2 separate regions of the Zea mays genome follow, and region 1 is linked to region 2. Evidence: chromatin contacts called from public Hi-C data. All regions are on one chromosome and are shown on one strand. The core of a region is the stretch at or near the end of the contact, and the rest is flanking DNA. Distances in the headings are between cores, read along the strand shown. Region 1 has its middle 5.7 kb from the start of LOC109940152. Region 2 holds the start of LOC100278717.

The links. Hi-C and Micro-C count contacts between places; a contact is called where the count stands out from the background.
Region 1: a Hi-C map of endosperm shows a contact between it and region 2, with 2.8 times the contacts expected there. The contact joins the enhancer-like site here to the promoter of LOC100278717 in region 2. A contact is called at or near these places in 6 of 25 Hi-C or Micro-C datasets (bundle sheath, ear, endosperm and 2 more) and 1 of 3 datasets of contacts at active chromatin or transcription factors (leaf).

The regions. Positions count from the first base shown.
Region 1 is chr6:69,989,195-69,992,960 of Zm-B73-REFERENCE-NAM-5.0, reverse strand. No RefSeq gene overlaps it. Among protein-coding and RNA genes, the nearest start is that of LOC109940152, 5.7 kb to the left of the region's middle. Within about 2 kb of position 1,765, at least 19 of the 20 cell types and tissues checked have an H3K27ac peak or open chromatin away from gene starts, as enhancers often do. A contact at or near this core is called in bundle sheath, ear, endosperm and 2 more, where this site is marked.
Region 2 is chr6:69,489,883-69,493,573 of Zm-B73-REFERENCE-NAM-5.0, reverse strand. It overlaps LOC100278717, which reads left to right and starts at 1,661. Exons shown (of 1, transcript NM_001151902.2): 1 at 1,661-2,649. The coding sequence starts at 1,770. The coding sequence ends at 2,510. LOC103629392 (protein CYCLOPS) reads right to left here. Exons shown (of 10, transcript XM_023300342.2): 10 at 3,188-3,577. The coding sequence ends at 3,457.

The DNA of each region.
Region 1 (3,766 bases), core at 516-3,015, 500 kb before region 2:
AATCTTGACATGACCAAATGATTCAGAGGTAAACAAGGTAAAAAGGATAAACAGACTAGGGTGACCTATTGGGTCCCATCAAAATTAAACCTATGTATTGAATAGTGATAATAAAGAACATTATTGGGTAATAAATGTGGTCAAGGGCACAACTTGCCTTCAATGAGCTCCTGCTCAGCAACTTCTATATACTGAACACCAGAATCCTCAGCCACTAGCTCTTCTACTCGCCACAATACAAACATGCATAATATAAAGAGGAAAGTAACATCACACCAAACATGTAAAAAAATACATAATTATAATCTACACATTAAAATAATATCATAGGAATAGGAATCATTAATTTTGGAGTTATAGATTTTAAGTTATGAATTTCCAAAGATTCTATGTGTTTTGTACAAGATTAAATAGGATATAAATTTTAATTTGACTTTCATGTCAAAATAGTGGTACTAACTGATAAACAATAATATTACAAAATTATAGGAATTGGAATGGATTAATTTGGACTTCATATGAATTTTCTATGAATGAAACAAATTCTAGCATTTATTTTTGCATTAAAAATCATTTTCTAATTCCATTTATCTGATTTCCTAACTTCCTGGACTAGGCGCACTAATACAGAGAAGTTCAGGGGTCCCGATGTATGTTTTCCTAAGACTCAGTTTACCCACGCAGTGGACGTGGGTTTATTTAGTAAAAAACTAGGGTCTTATTCGCAAAATGAACGGACGAAGGGGTATTGCGCGATCTTGGCCGTTTGATTGAAACTGAGGGCCACGATTAAATCTGGCCGCGTTCGAATCGGTACGCAACCCGAGCCCAGGCTCCAAGATCTATGTCCTGAATTTAGTGTGACTGTGATCAATCCTATGCCTGTGGATTCCAATCTGGTGGTCCCATTTTAATGAGTCGAACCGGTACATCTCCCTTCTAATCTCATTCGTCTATCTACGGATCGACAGCCACCACAACTTCTTCCCCCCGTCGCCCCGCACAGCAGTCGCACCAAACCGCCCCACACGACGGAGGCTCGCCGGAGCGGCGGCCACGCTCCGCCACGGCGCCCGAACTCCGAAATGAACTACTCCTACTCGCACCACGTGAGGTAGCGACCGTAATTAGGTCGTTCCGACGCCAAATCGTCGCGGTAAGGAATCTACCCATGGTATCTAGTGACCCACGGTGGATCTGCGAAGGCCGGCGAGGCATTCCGCCCAAACTACAGCGGCACGACTCCAATTATAAGGTGATCTACCATTCTGACTACGCGATGAACCAAAAAAAACTATCACATACCGGTGCTCACGCTGTGGGAGGTCTGGACACGGCGCGGATTGAGTTGGCGGCGAGGGCGTGACTCCGACGAGTAATTAGAGCGGCGCTGGTGACGAATTCCAAGTGGCACGGCCACCACCTCCCTTCTTCGGTCTTGCAGAGGACGTTGGGCGCAATACCAAAGGCTTGGGTGCCGTCGACTTCGGAGTTTCCTCGCGGTGGCTCCACTCTCCTTCTCCGCCCTTCTCTGGTCGCGAGGCGTCTGGGTGGGTAGAGAGGGAAAGTGAGGGTACGGTGTCCTTTATCTCCCCACGACGTTCGGTAGGTCGATTCCACGAGACTCGTGGTCAGCTGATCCGAGGATCTCGCGCGAGCAGGTGCGCCGCCAGCGCCATACGCGGGGAGTGGGAAGGAAGAGCTACAGTGGTACCGGGCCCACGCGCCAGTGTGTTGCAGCAACCGTGCCGCAAGCAGTCGTGTGGTGGCTGGTAGGTGGGCCACCCTTGTCGGCGCCGGTACGTAGAGAGCGGGAGTTGGGCCGTGCGCAGGGGAAAAAGGAAAGGCCAAGTGGGCCAAAACGCGGGTGGCGGCCCAGTTAGGTTTCTTTTCCCTTTTTCTTTTGTATTCCTTCTTTTCTTTTCCATTTTTTGATTTCCAATTTTAATTCAACTTTAGGTGTGAGATTCATACTTGAGTTAACCGCTCACATTCAAATATCAGTAGGAATAAAATATTTTATTTATATATTTATTTTCTCTATTTTATACAATATTTTCTTTCTCTTTTTTTATTCCAAAATTGTACCTTTGGGTTAAATCCCAATTCTCATCTCATTATTTTATTCTCATATTATTTTTTTAATTTACATAATTCAAATTCCAATATGAGATAAAGTTTAAGAACTCAACTTTAATACCCACTTAAAATCAATCATGGTGTATTAGACCTCTATTTATTCTAATTAATTCATTTGTTTCATAAATGTTTGAAATATGAGACACACTCATATAGTTCCTTTCTTCTTGGGAAAATGGTATTTTGATTACGGGATATGAGTTTAAAGTTACTTTAAAATTAAATATTCATGTAACTAAATGCTTATGGTGCATCATTTAATGAAATGCATAATCATTTAGTTGAATAGAAAGTTTTTCTATTACTTTTCTAAAATAATTCTTGGTTTCCAAAATTCAGTTCTCAATTTTCAACGCTCAAGTATAATTTGAGATCACTGAATTTTCTATTTTATTCCTTCATATATTTATTTTATTATTATTCTTTTTTTCTTATACAAATTTTGGCCTTACAAATCCTAGCCCATTAACAGAAATCTCGTCCTCGAGGTTTGTAAGAAATGGGTGTATAACTATGTTATCTCAAAACATATGCACAAACAAAATCTCAGCATGATGCATAATTTATTAGCAACACATGGGGTCAATTAGACCTTATTATTCCTCCTAACATAGTATCGTACCAACTACTAACTAAAATAACACTTGGATCTTACAAATAGTAGTATATATATGTGTGTGTGTTTATGTAGCTTGGTGGAGCTGGTGGTGGTGGTGGAGGTAGTGGGCGTTGTTCTTGTTGTTGTCTTTCCAACCATGCTTGCCTCATTTCTTGACGTATCTCCAGCCGGTCCTGACGTATTTCTTGGCGTTCTTGCCTTATCTGATTTTGCATTTCGGTAACCATGTTTGCCATTTGTTGTGTTACCATCATTTGGGCAGCAACCACTTGATCGATTCCAACCGGTGGAGGATCTAAAGGATTCATTTCTGTTTGATGTTGCTTGATAATCTTCCCTTCCTGGTATTGACCATAAGAGTTAGAAGCATATGGTAGGATAGTTTTGCAATGGAAAGTATTTGGTAAGCAAAATGAATAGGTTAGTAGCTATTTATGACTGAAGATTCTTTAGCAGGGCTTAATCTGTTTTATGTCCAGATTGGGGTAACTAGTCGTATAAGGTGAATTTCCAAAGGTAAGATAGAATCTGTCAAGATGAGATATATATTAGTGAGATAGACTACGTGATGTAGGTCAAAATCTTGTTTGATGTTAGGTGGGGATTGTCAGATTATGCAATTCGTGACTCTATTGGTTGAGTTAAATCTTTTTGCTCTTGATTGAGTTGGTCTAATGTGCTAAGTTAAGTTAACACCTGGCTAGAAGGATCCAAGTACCACTAATCTGTTTAAGTAGACCACATTAGTTTAGATCACATTTGATTCTATAATCCTATTTAGGAATATCATTTAGTTAAGCATATCAAGCTGACTTTATCTTTATGAAATTCTAGTATTTTTTTCTAAGTGGAACTTCCAATTAGTATTTTTTTATACACCTAGAATTTTATCATGCCATTAGTAGGTGTGGTATCGAAAACAAGGGTACACCATGTTTTAGCTATTTGTGGGTGTAGAGAAGACTTGGGGGCAAAAGAAAGTTTCGATAAAGGAGACTTTTCTTCCGG
Region 2 (3,691 bases), core at 412-2,911:
ATTATCGACGCATTGAATGGAATGCCTACGATAGTCCAAGCGTAATGATTCACAATCTAAATGTTTTTCTCATAATAAATTGAGGCTCTTAACTAATTGAATACGAATAGAGTCTTGTCGTAATTCGATTCGATTCCTAAATCATCGCTAAATAATCCAATTTCAAAGGGCTTGATATGCAAATTACTGACACGGCAGTATAGTTTATAGTTTATATTAGAAACTTCTAATTACGTCGCCTTTGATCTGGTTGCGGTGCGATCGACCAACCTACGTTAGCTTCTGACAATAATTTCATCACAGCGGGCGCTGTAGTCGATGAACGCGAGGCGATGGGCTGTGGATTGCAACATTATTAACGCCGGTGTGATTTGTTTAGGTGCCATGATTACCTTGGCTCGTATATGCTTTACAGTCAGCAACGTGTCATCATTTTTCTCCCATTGTTAAACTTATCCTAAGCATGTGCATGTCCCGTCTTTGAATCAATGCAACGGCTAGGCTTGAATTGACATGCCTCTTTCTACAACGTATCAGGTGCAAATGAATTAACTGATAGGTACAAATCGTGCAACTGATAGGTCAAAATAACCTTTTTACCATTTATGTACTAAGTTTCAAAACAATCGTTTCATCTCATCTGATATATTTTTTTTAAAAAAAGACTTTACATCTATATTCTTGTGTATTGCTGGACGATTTATATCAATAGACTAGCTTGCTGTTTTTTAATGAGTTGACATGTTTTTTTTGGGGGACAATGCTATGTATGCACGAGTCTTCCTGGCAGTTTAGAATCTGATAGAAAATGTGGTTACATTCAATCTCCATGGACGAATCCATAAATCTGCACTTGCACAAAACCAACTTTGAAACATCAGCCATTTTTCTTTTTCTTTTTCCCCCCAAAAAAGAGTATCTGCACGAAAAGGAGTCCTTGGATGGGCCGTATCTTCACCGATGACCACTGGGCCGGTCCAGCAAAAAAGGCACGCTAAAGCCACCAGTCAAGCTGGATCATGTACTCTACTAACTGGGCTGCAGAGCATCTCACCCGATCTCTAATTATTGAGGAAAAAAGCTCCAATTCTTTCTCATCAATCGTAGTCACCCTATTTTTTCTCCCTGAGCTACAAAAATCCCAATTTTTTAAATTAGTTTGTTTTACACACCTTTGATAATTCCGATGATAGGTTTACTGAATTAGCGCCACGTCAGAGGAGTAAAGCTGGACAAAGTTGAAAGCTCAATAGATAATTATACTAAAAATAATGTAATCGATAATATACAAATAAATCGTAAAAACAAATTTCAAAAAACAAAATCTACATGTTTCTACATGCATAAATAACGCATGTAAAAATCTACATGGAAAGAGAAGCAAGCATTCAACTCCGTCTCCAACCGGGCCGTGTGTTCGTGGGAACAGAAGTGCAGCGGGCCGGTGGGGCCCTGCCGTCAGCGCCGCGCGGAAAGCAGTGGGCTCCCGCCATTTCCCCCGCGCCCATTCACACGATGCGGCTTTCCCTCCCGCGCCCGCCCGATCATCCAATTTCCCCTCGAGCATTTTACCGCCATTTTCTTGGCGCCAAACTCGCCTATCCTTTCCCGCCGCGCTTCCTCTTCTCCTATAAACTCCCTCACGATTCCTCTCTCCTCCACAGACCACGCCACGTTCGCAATTACAGAGATCTAGAGAGAGAGAGAGAGAGAGGGCAGATCTACGCTAGAGCGACAGAGCCACAACTAACCGAGAGGGACAGTCCAGTATGGTGGTGGCGCTCGGGCCCGGCCGGTTCTACGGCAGCGGCCTGCCGAGGCCGCGCTTCTTCCCGGGCGACCGCGTGGACCCGCCGGCGTCCGTCACCGACCCGCTGCTCGAGTGGGCGCGCGAAGCGCACTGGTCCATGGGCGGCATCAGCGTGAAGCGCCTCCGCCTGCAGGGCCGCATCGAGGGCTCCGTCGACAAGCTCCGCCGCCGCGCGCACCGCGATGCCAGGGTCAAGGCCAAGGCCAAGGCCCGCGCCGCTGGCCACATGCCGGCTTCGCTCGCCGCGCTTGGGTCCGACGACGACGCCTCCAGCGGCGACTCCGAGGACGAGCAGGAGGTGGCGGCGCGGGAGCGGGCCCTGAAGCGTGAGCTTGTCGACGACGACGAGGACTCCGACGGGTCCGGCGAGTCGGAGGAGGACGAGCCCCTCGCGGCCATCGTCACCGCCGCCAAGAAGAGGCGCGCGAGGAAGCTCAGCGACGAGTTCGACCGCATCGCCGCGGAGCAGCAGCAGCAGCTGGTGTTGGAGAGCAAGCAGAAGCCGGGTGCCGCGACGCCGGCGACGACGTCAACAAAGAGGAAGGCTACCGTGCCGAGGGCTTCGCCAAAGAGGAAGGCTTCTGTACCCGCTGCTGGGGCGCCGGCGAGGTTGTCGCCAAAGAGGAAGGCTGCTGCAACAGCCGCGGCGCCCTTGTCGGCGGCTGGGTCAAGGAGGACCTCGCCGAGGAATAAGCACTGAGTGGTGGTCGCCGTATGTGCTGCTCTAGTTCCTGATCTGTTTCTTGGCGATCGTGGAGTCCTGAAAATGTATTGTGTGGTTGGGTGTCTACTGCTGGATTGAAACGATGATGAAATGGAATCGAATTGATGGTTATATCTGAAATGGGAGTCGAATTGATGGATATCTTTGTGTAATCCTTTGAATTTTATGAACATATTGCATTTTGGGACTGTCATATTTCTCAAGTTTAAACCATCTATGCTATGTTATGTTTGGATACCACAGTCCCCTTAAATTCATGTGTATTGAAGTGAATAAAGTATCTAAACAAGCCCCTAAGGGCTTTGGTTAGTGGGGGACTGCAGGAGATTAAATTGTTTTATATTCAAAATTAAATATAAGAAAATCCCCTCTAATCTTCCTCACTCCACCTTACCTGAAACTCATGCTTGGCCAGCTTGGGAAGACGCTCTCATGTCTGAGGTGCTAGTTTGCTACAGTGACACAACTATGGCTTCAAGCACATACATACCATACAATACTGGGGTCATGATGAAATGTGGTTGTTTCTATCTCTGAAACAACCTTGAAATGAAAGTTGTTCCTGCTCTTTGTTATATGTGGTGCTGTCTTTGTATACTGAAACTTGGGTCAACCATAATGTAGTTCATGTTCTAATACCCAAGAGGCCAAGATGCTACCACCCTTTTTGGGCTCCATTTCATACTGTAATTAGTTCAAGATACAAGTCAAAGGAAGTAAACTGTAATCCCTGATCCCTTTGCTTGTTGGTATTAATATACATTAAACTTGTGATAACAAGGAAAGAATGGTGATACATTTAGGCCAGCACTTAATTCTTGCTGCCCTGCTGGACTGTACGTATTTGTATCAAGGACCATTTCAAGCCTAACTCTATTAGTACACAAAAATAAGTTACCCAAAAAAAAAGGAGATTGGGTGCTCAAGTGTTGGGGTCGGAGACAATTCTCTCGATCTCTTCCAGCAACCGCTCCTTCTCTTCGGCCAAGTCCTCGTTCTTCTGTTGAAGCTCCTCGATCTGCTTGGTCTGCTCTGAATCTTTCCTGCAACCAACCGTGTGTATAAACATTTTAACAAACAGGTTTACAAAGGGAGGTTTGTGATCGCTCCACAAGGATTTTCCTTAGAAACTCGTGTCCTTGCTTGCAGCAGTGTAC